2 separate regions of the Mus musculus genome follow, and region 2 is linked to region 1. The links are chromatin contacts, called in public Hi-C maps. All regions are on one chromosome and are shown on one strand. Each heading gives the region's core, a stretch centred on a gene start, on an enhancer-like site or on the middle of the called end of the contact. The rest is flanking DNA. Distances are from core to core; before and after follow the strand shown. Region 1 has its middle 8.8 kb from the start of Ccng1. Region 2 overlaps Pwwp2a (PWWP domain containing 2A).

Evidence for each region. A called contact is a pair of places that touch in the nucleus more often than the background predicts.
Region 2: a Hi-C map of the G1E-ER4 cell line shows a contact between it and region 1, with 2.3 times the contacts expected there. The contact joins two enhancer-like sites. A contact is called at or near these places in 7 of 39 promoter capture datasets (the 3T3-L1 cell line, the C10 cell line, cranial neural crest and 3 more), 1 of 484 Hi-C or Micro-C datasets (the G1E-ER4 cell line), 8 of 115 datasets of contacts at active chromatin or transcription factors (T-cell acute lymphoblastic leukemia, acute myeloid leukemia, embryonic forebrain and 3 more) and 2 of 9 other capture datasets (adipose tissue and embryonic stem cells).

Annotation. Positions count from the first base shown.
Region 1 is chr11:40,745,161-40,747,860 of GRCm38.p6, reverse strand. No RefSeq gene overlaps it. Among named protein-coding and RNA genes, the nearest start is that of Ccng1, 8.8 kb to the left of the region's middle. Within about 2 kb of position 1,285, at least 18 of the 459 cell types and tissues checked have an H3K27ac peak or open chromatin away from gene starts, as enhancers often do. A contact at or near this core is called in the G1E-ER4 cell line, where this site is marked.
Region 2 is chr11:43,702,336-43,705,035 of GRCm38.p6, reverse strand. Pwwp2a (PWWP domain containing 2A) reads right to left here. Exons shown (of 2, transcript NM_027557.1): 2 at 1-502. Among named protein-coding and RNA genes, the nearest start is that of Gm34963, 22 kb to the right of the region's middle. Within about 2 kb of position 1,260, at least 31 of the 459 cell types and tissues checked have an H3K27ac peak or open chromatin away from gene starts, as enhancers often do. A contact at or near this core is called in the G1E-ER4 cell line, where this site is marked.

The sequences.
Region 1 (2,700 bases), core at 36-2,535:
CTAGGATAGTCTGTGGTGTGCAAGTGTAAGCACAACAAACCCTTTCCTTCCTGACTTGCTTTGAATCCTGGGATTTTCTCACAGCACTAGAAATCCTAAATTAGACACATCCCTTCCCTTAGTCACCTTTGTCAACAGTCCCTCGGGGATAGGTGGGGCCACAGGAACCCTTCCCAAGATATGTTAATGTTTCTTAGGGCCTTTAAATGAGGGATAAAGCAGGCACTGTGAGGAAGTGACCCTAACCTGTTGTACTTGATTCATGTTAGTCAGAAGTTTCCTTTCCAAGCACTTGAACAAATACAAGATATACGTATATAAATAATTGCTATTTCTGATCTAACGACTGTGGCCAGCAGTGATTTGTTGGTATAACTATAACCCACCTCACATAAGTTCTAAACTGAATGAAGATAATCAGCAAATACAACAGACACAAGAAGTGAGTAATACCTGGAATACTCATGGTACTAGAAGTAACATTAAAATTCACATGCTTTGGACTCCAGGACCTTTCGCTCTTATGATTCTGCATATTCTGTCCCAAAATGGAGAATTAATACATATGAAATTGCATAATCCCCATGATGCAAACCATATTCTGTGCTACCATGAGAGGATAATATGATGACTTTCCCTCTCTTATAAGAGCAGAGTAGTCTTTATCAAACATGTCGTCACAAAACAACCTAACAAAATGTGCTACATTTTAGTGTTCACTGGGAAGCTTATATCCCAATCCAAAACCAGATCGTTTTGGTTTGTTTGTTTGTTTGTTTTGTTTTTTTACATTAGTTCAACAAATAAGACACTGGAGCAATATAAACAGCTAGAAGAGGACAGAACATAACCGAAAAATCACTAAATCTATCACTACATACAAACTGTGAAGCAAATGCCTAGCAATGAAAGGAGAAATGGTCAGGTATTAGTTGGGAAACAGGACATTCCTCTTGGAAACGTACAGAACGAATTGACTAGGCATTGCATCCTTAACCAGCCTGTAACTATTTGCAGCTCCGTGTGGAACAGTCATCAAGACAGACTGGGTCTTGGGTCCCAAAAAGCAAAAAGCTGAAATCATGCAAAGCGTGTTTGCGTAATAAAGTAGAAATGAGTAACAGGCAAAATTCTAAGAACTTAAAAGTGAAACCTGAGACTTCCAAACAATTTGTGGTTCTAAGGATAAGCATCAAAATACAACGCACTCTAGACTGAGTGGAAACGAAGGAACACCATATGTGGAGCGCACTGTATCAGTGCAAACTACAGTCACTGCCTGTACTGACTACGACGACGGTCTTAAAAGCCAATAAAGATTCTACTTATGAAACGGGGGTGGGAGGCCAAGTGAAACCCAGGCGAGCGAGCAAGCGGAAGGAAGCAATGAAAAAGATGGGGTGATAAAATTCTAACAAATTAGCAAGAGAAAAATCAAAACCGAAAACTGGCTCTTTGGAAAGAGTGATAAACGATAGAAAAACTAAGAGATTAACTCTGGTATTAGAAAAAAAAAAAAAAAAGATATACTACTACAGACACTGGAAGACATTCATGGGGGCTGGAGAGGAGGCTCAGAGTAAAGGCGCGCGGGCTGGCATGGTGAGCTGAGTGGGGTCTCCGGAAAACACGTGGATGGAAAGGAAGAACAGACTTTCCGAAGCTGTTCTCAGACATCTCCAAGTGCTGCCAAATATGTCTGCATGCACATACAAAATAAGTAATTTTAAACAGAAAAATGGGCCATGAAGAAGATAAGGGCTAGAGAGATGGCTCAGGGGTTAAGAGCACAGACTCCTCTTCAGAGGTCCTGAATTCAATTCCCAGCAAACACATGGTGGCTCACAACCATCTGTAATGGGATCTGGTGCCCTCTTCTGGTGTGTCTGAAGAGAGTAAAGGTGGTGTACTCATATGCATAAATAAATGTTTTTGTTTTTTTTTTTAAAAAGAAGATATGATAAGCAAGTCTACCTATACAGAGTTCAAATAATTTAAGTCAGTTCTTGAAATACAAAACTGCCACAATGTATGGGGCTGGAGACCTGAGGGGTGAAGAGCACTGGCTGCTCCTGCAGAAGACCTGGGTTCACTTCCCAGCACCCTCTTGGCAGCTCACAGCTGTCTACAACTCTAATTTCAGGGGATCCAATGCCCTGGTATGGTCTCTGTGAGCACTACACGTGTGGTGCTCATTCATGCAGGAAAAAATACTCATACACATAAAGTGGGGAAAAAACTTTAAAAAGAACTGCCAAAATTTAACTAAAATGAACTATATAATTTGAATAATTTCTTATAGTTCTAAAAGATGTTTAAAGGAGTGAACTGTACAGATGACTCGGCAGTTAAGAGCACTGGCTGTTCTTCCAGAGGGCCCAGGTTCAATTCCCAACACCCATGTGGCAGCTCGCAAGTGCCTCTATCTCCACCTCTAGGGAATCTAACACTCTCACACAGACATATATGTAGGCAAAACACGAATGCACATAGAATAATAAATATTTTTTTAAATGTAAAAGGGTCACAAGGTTCTAATAACTCTCTTCTAGACAGAGCTATTTCACAGTTCATCTTACAGGATCAGAATTAATGCATGAAGACAAGAGGAAGACAGCAGAAAAATTATCAGTATTCCAAATGAACACAAATCTGAGATGAATGTAAATATGTAAACTGAGTGATACTCATGGCTAGGTT
Region 2 (2,700 bases), core at 11-2,510, 3.0 Mb before region 1:
ATGGTCAGTTTTCAGTTTTTTGTTCACAGTAGCTACACTGTCATTTCTCCGTTTTTTATCTTCATACCTAGAAGAGTCACTGCTACCTTTCCTAATTTCCTTCTTTTCAGCAACAACACTGTTTTTACACTTATCACACAGGACTTGCCTGGGCCGTAGCTTAATCGCATTCATTATTGAAGTGGGTTCTTCCCTGTACATTTTTCGTTTGGGTCGCTTAATTTTCCGAGGCGGCGGCTGAGGTATTGATTGGTTATATGTGTCCCTGATAAACAAGGGGGGAGGGTAAGGTGCTCCTTCATGGAAGAGAGGAGGTGGCTTGGAAGCCCACAGGCGCTCAGGAGGAGGGACTGGAGAGAGGTCATCGGGAACAGCACCGTTCACTTCCTGCTTGACTTCTATCCCTTCTTGGAATGTGGTACTTTGGAGCTGCATGGCGTCCGGTTTGTCCTTATATTCCCTTTTGGGAAATACTGTCACAGGGATCCCATGGGGCCCAAACCTTTGAAGGAAATGGAAGAACAAAAGAAAGCTAGTGAGTTGATATCTGTAACTCAACTTCTTAAACGTAAACAACTTCATACGCATCTATACACGAATCTAAAATAAACTACTGCTGTCTCCAAAGTAACAAAATTCTCCACTTCTTTTGATTCTACATTTAGAGAGAAACTAGAAATAACCGAAATAAATGGTTACTCTAGGCAATACCAGAGTGGCTTTATTTAAAATGGATCTGTTATCAGACAGATTAATATGAGATGCCATGTGGTATTAAACTCACTGAACCATGCACATTTTCCAGTAAATGCACCCATATATTAGACGTCATCATTTTCCTCTGGTCATACATAATACCTCTCAAAAGCTTAATACCAGCCAGGGTGGTAGCACCTGTTGGTAATCTCTGCACTCAAGGCTAAGGCAGGAACACCTGAAGTTCCAGGTCAGTTTAAACAGCACAGAATCAGATGCTCAAAGTATTTCCAATGCTGACAAGGCAGAGCTGCGTGGTTTCAAAGTTTGTTTTGTATTACTTTGTATATACTGGTGTTTTGGCTCTATGAATATCATCTATATATACCATGAGTACAGTGCCTTCAGAAGCCAGAAAAGAATCCCCCACACTGGAGTTACAGATTATTATTATTATTGTGATCTGCTGTGTTGGTACTGGTGACTGAACCCAGGTCCAGAAGAGCAGTTTGTGCTCCTAACTGATGACTCATCCCTTCAGTGTCCCTGAGTTTCACTTTTTAAAACCACAAACTACATTCAGAAATTATTTCAGTTGGGCAGACTGGCGAGAATCTGCAGTGGCAGTACCCAGGAGGGTGTGACAAAGGATTGAGTTTAAAGCCAACTTGTACAACACAGCCAAGGTCTCTTGTCTCAAAGAGAGAAAGCAAAGGAAAGAATAAAAGACAAGCAGTATTTTCAAGTGTAATCCAATTTCAAACCAGTTGTATAGCCAGTATGCATGTATAAATAGATCCCAGTATGCATGTATAAATAGATCCCAGTATGCATGTATAAATAGATCCCAGCTTCAGTAGGAAGGAGAATGAGCAGAAAATAAGAACTGTTTCTCAGACAAACCTGGAAATGTAACTGGATCAATGTAACTTGGTTGAAATAAAGAAACTTTCAGTTAAATTTGCTGTTTTTATTGCATTTTCATAAAAACAAAACCATATTCCAAGTATCTCAGTGTATGTCAGGATGCAAATTTTAAAAAACACTGAGACAACAACATCTAGCACAAGACAATGTTAATGCCAGTTTTATAAGGCAAAGTTACAGAGAACCAATGATAGCAGCAGACTATCAGGTCATGAGGAACCCTGTAAATTAGAAGAAAATGTTTTCTATATGTCAGTTTTTGAAAATAACAAGTGTTTGGGTTTTTTGCTCATTTGTTTCTGTGTTTTATGTTCTTGTCCTCTTAAATGTTCTCCAGAAGGTTCAGAATAACTTTTTAAAAATAAATCTTTAGCCAGTTGTGGTGGCTCATGCCTTTAATCTTAGTAATCAGGAGGCAGAGACAGGAGGATCTTTGTGAGTTCAAGGCTAGCCTGATCTATGTATCAAGTTCTAGGACAGCCAAGACTATTGAGAAAGATTCTATATCAAAAACAAAAAAACACCAGGCGTGGTGGTGCACGCCTTTGATCTCAGAACTTGGGAGGCAGAGGCAGGCGGATTTCTGAGTTCGAGGCCAGCCTGGACTACAAAGTGAGTTCCAGGACAGCCAGGGCTATACAGAGAAACCCTGTCTCAAAAAAAAAAAAAAAAACCAAAACAAAACAAACAAAGAAACAAACAAAAAAAAACAACCAAACAAAAAGGATAGGATCCTCTCATTATCCTCGCTAAAAATTAATAAATCTTTAGGCTGGAGAATTTAAGGCATAATAATCTGAATGATTTTGCTTACTTTTTGAAATTATGTTCACTACGTATTCTAAGCTAGCTTAGAAACTGCTATGTAGTATAGTACCAGGCTGGCCTCAAACTCAAATCCTCCTGCCTCTGCCTCACAAATCCTGGGATGACAGGCATGCCCCACCACGCCCAGTGATCTACAGTGAAGTTCTCAGAGCTCTTACCAAGTGTAAATTTTAGTTTTGCTGTATAAAATAAAAGGTTAGCTCCTAGCTCATGGATTCAGGTAATCCTCAACACAATCATCAACAAATA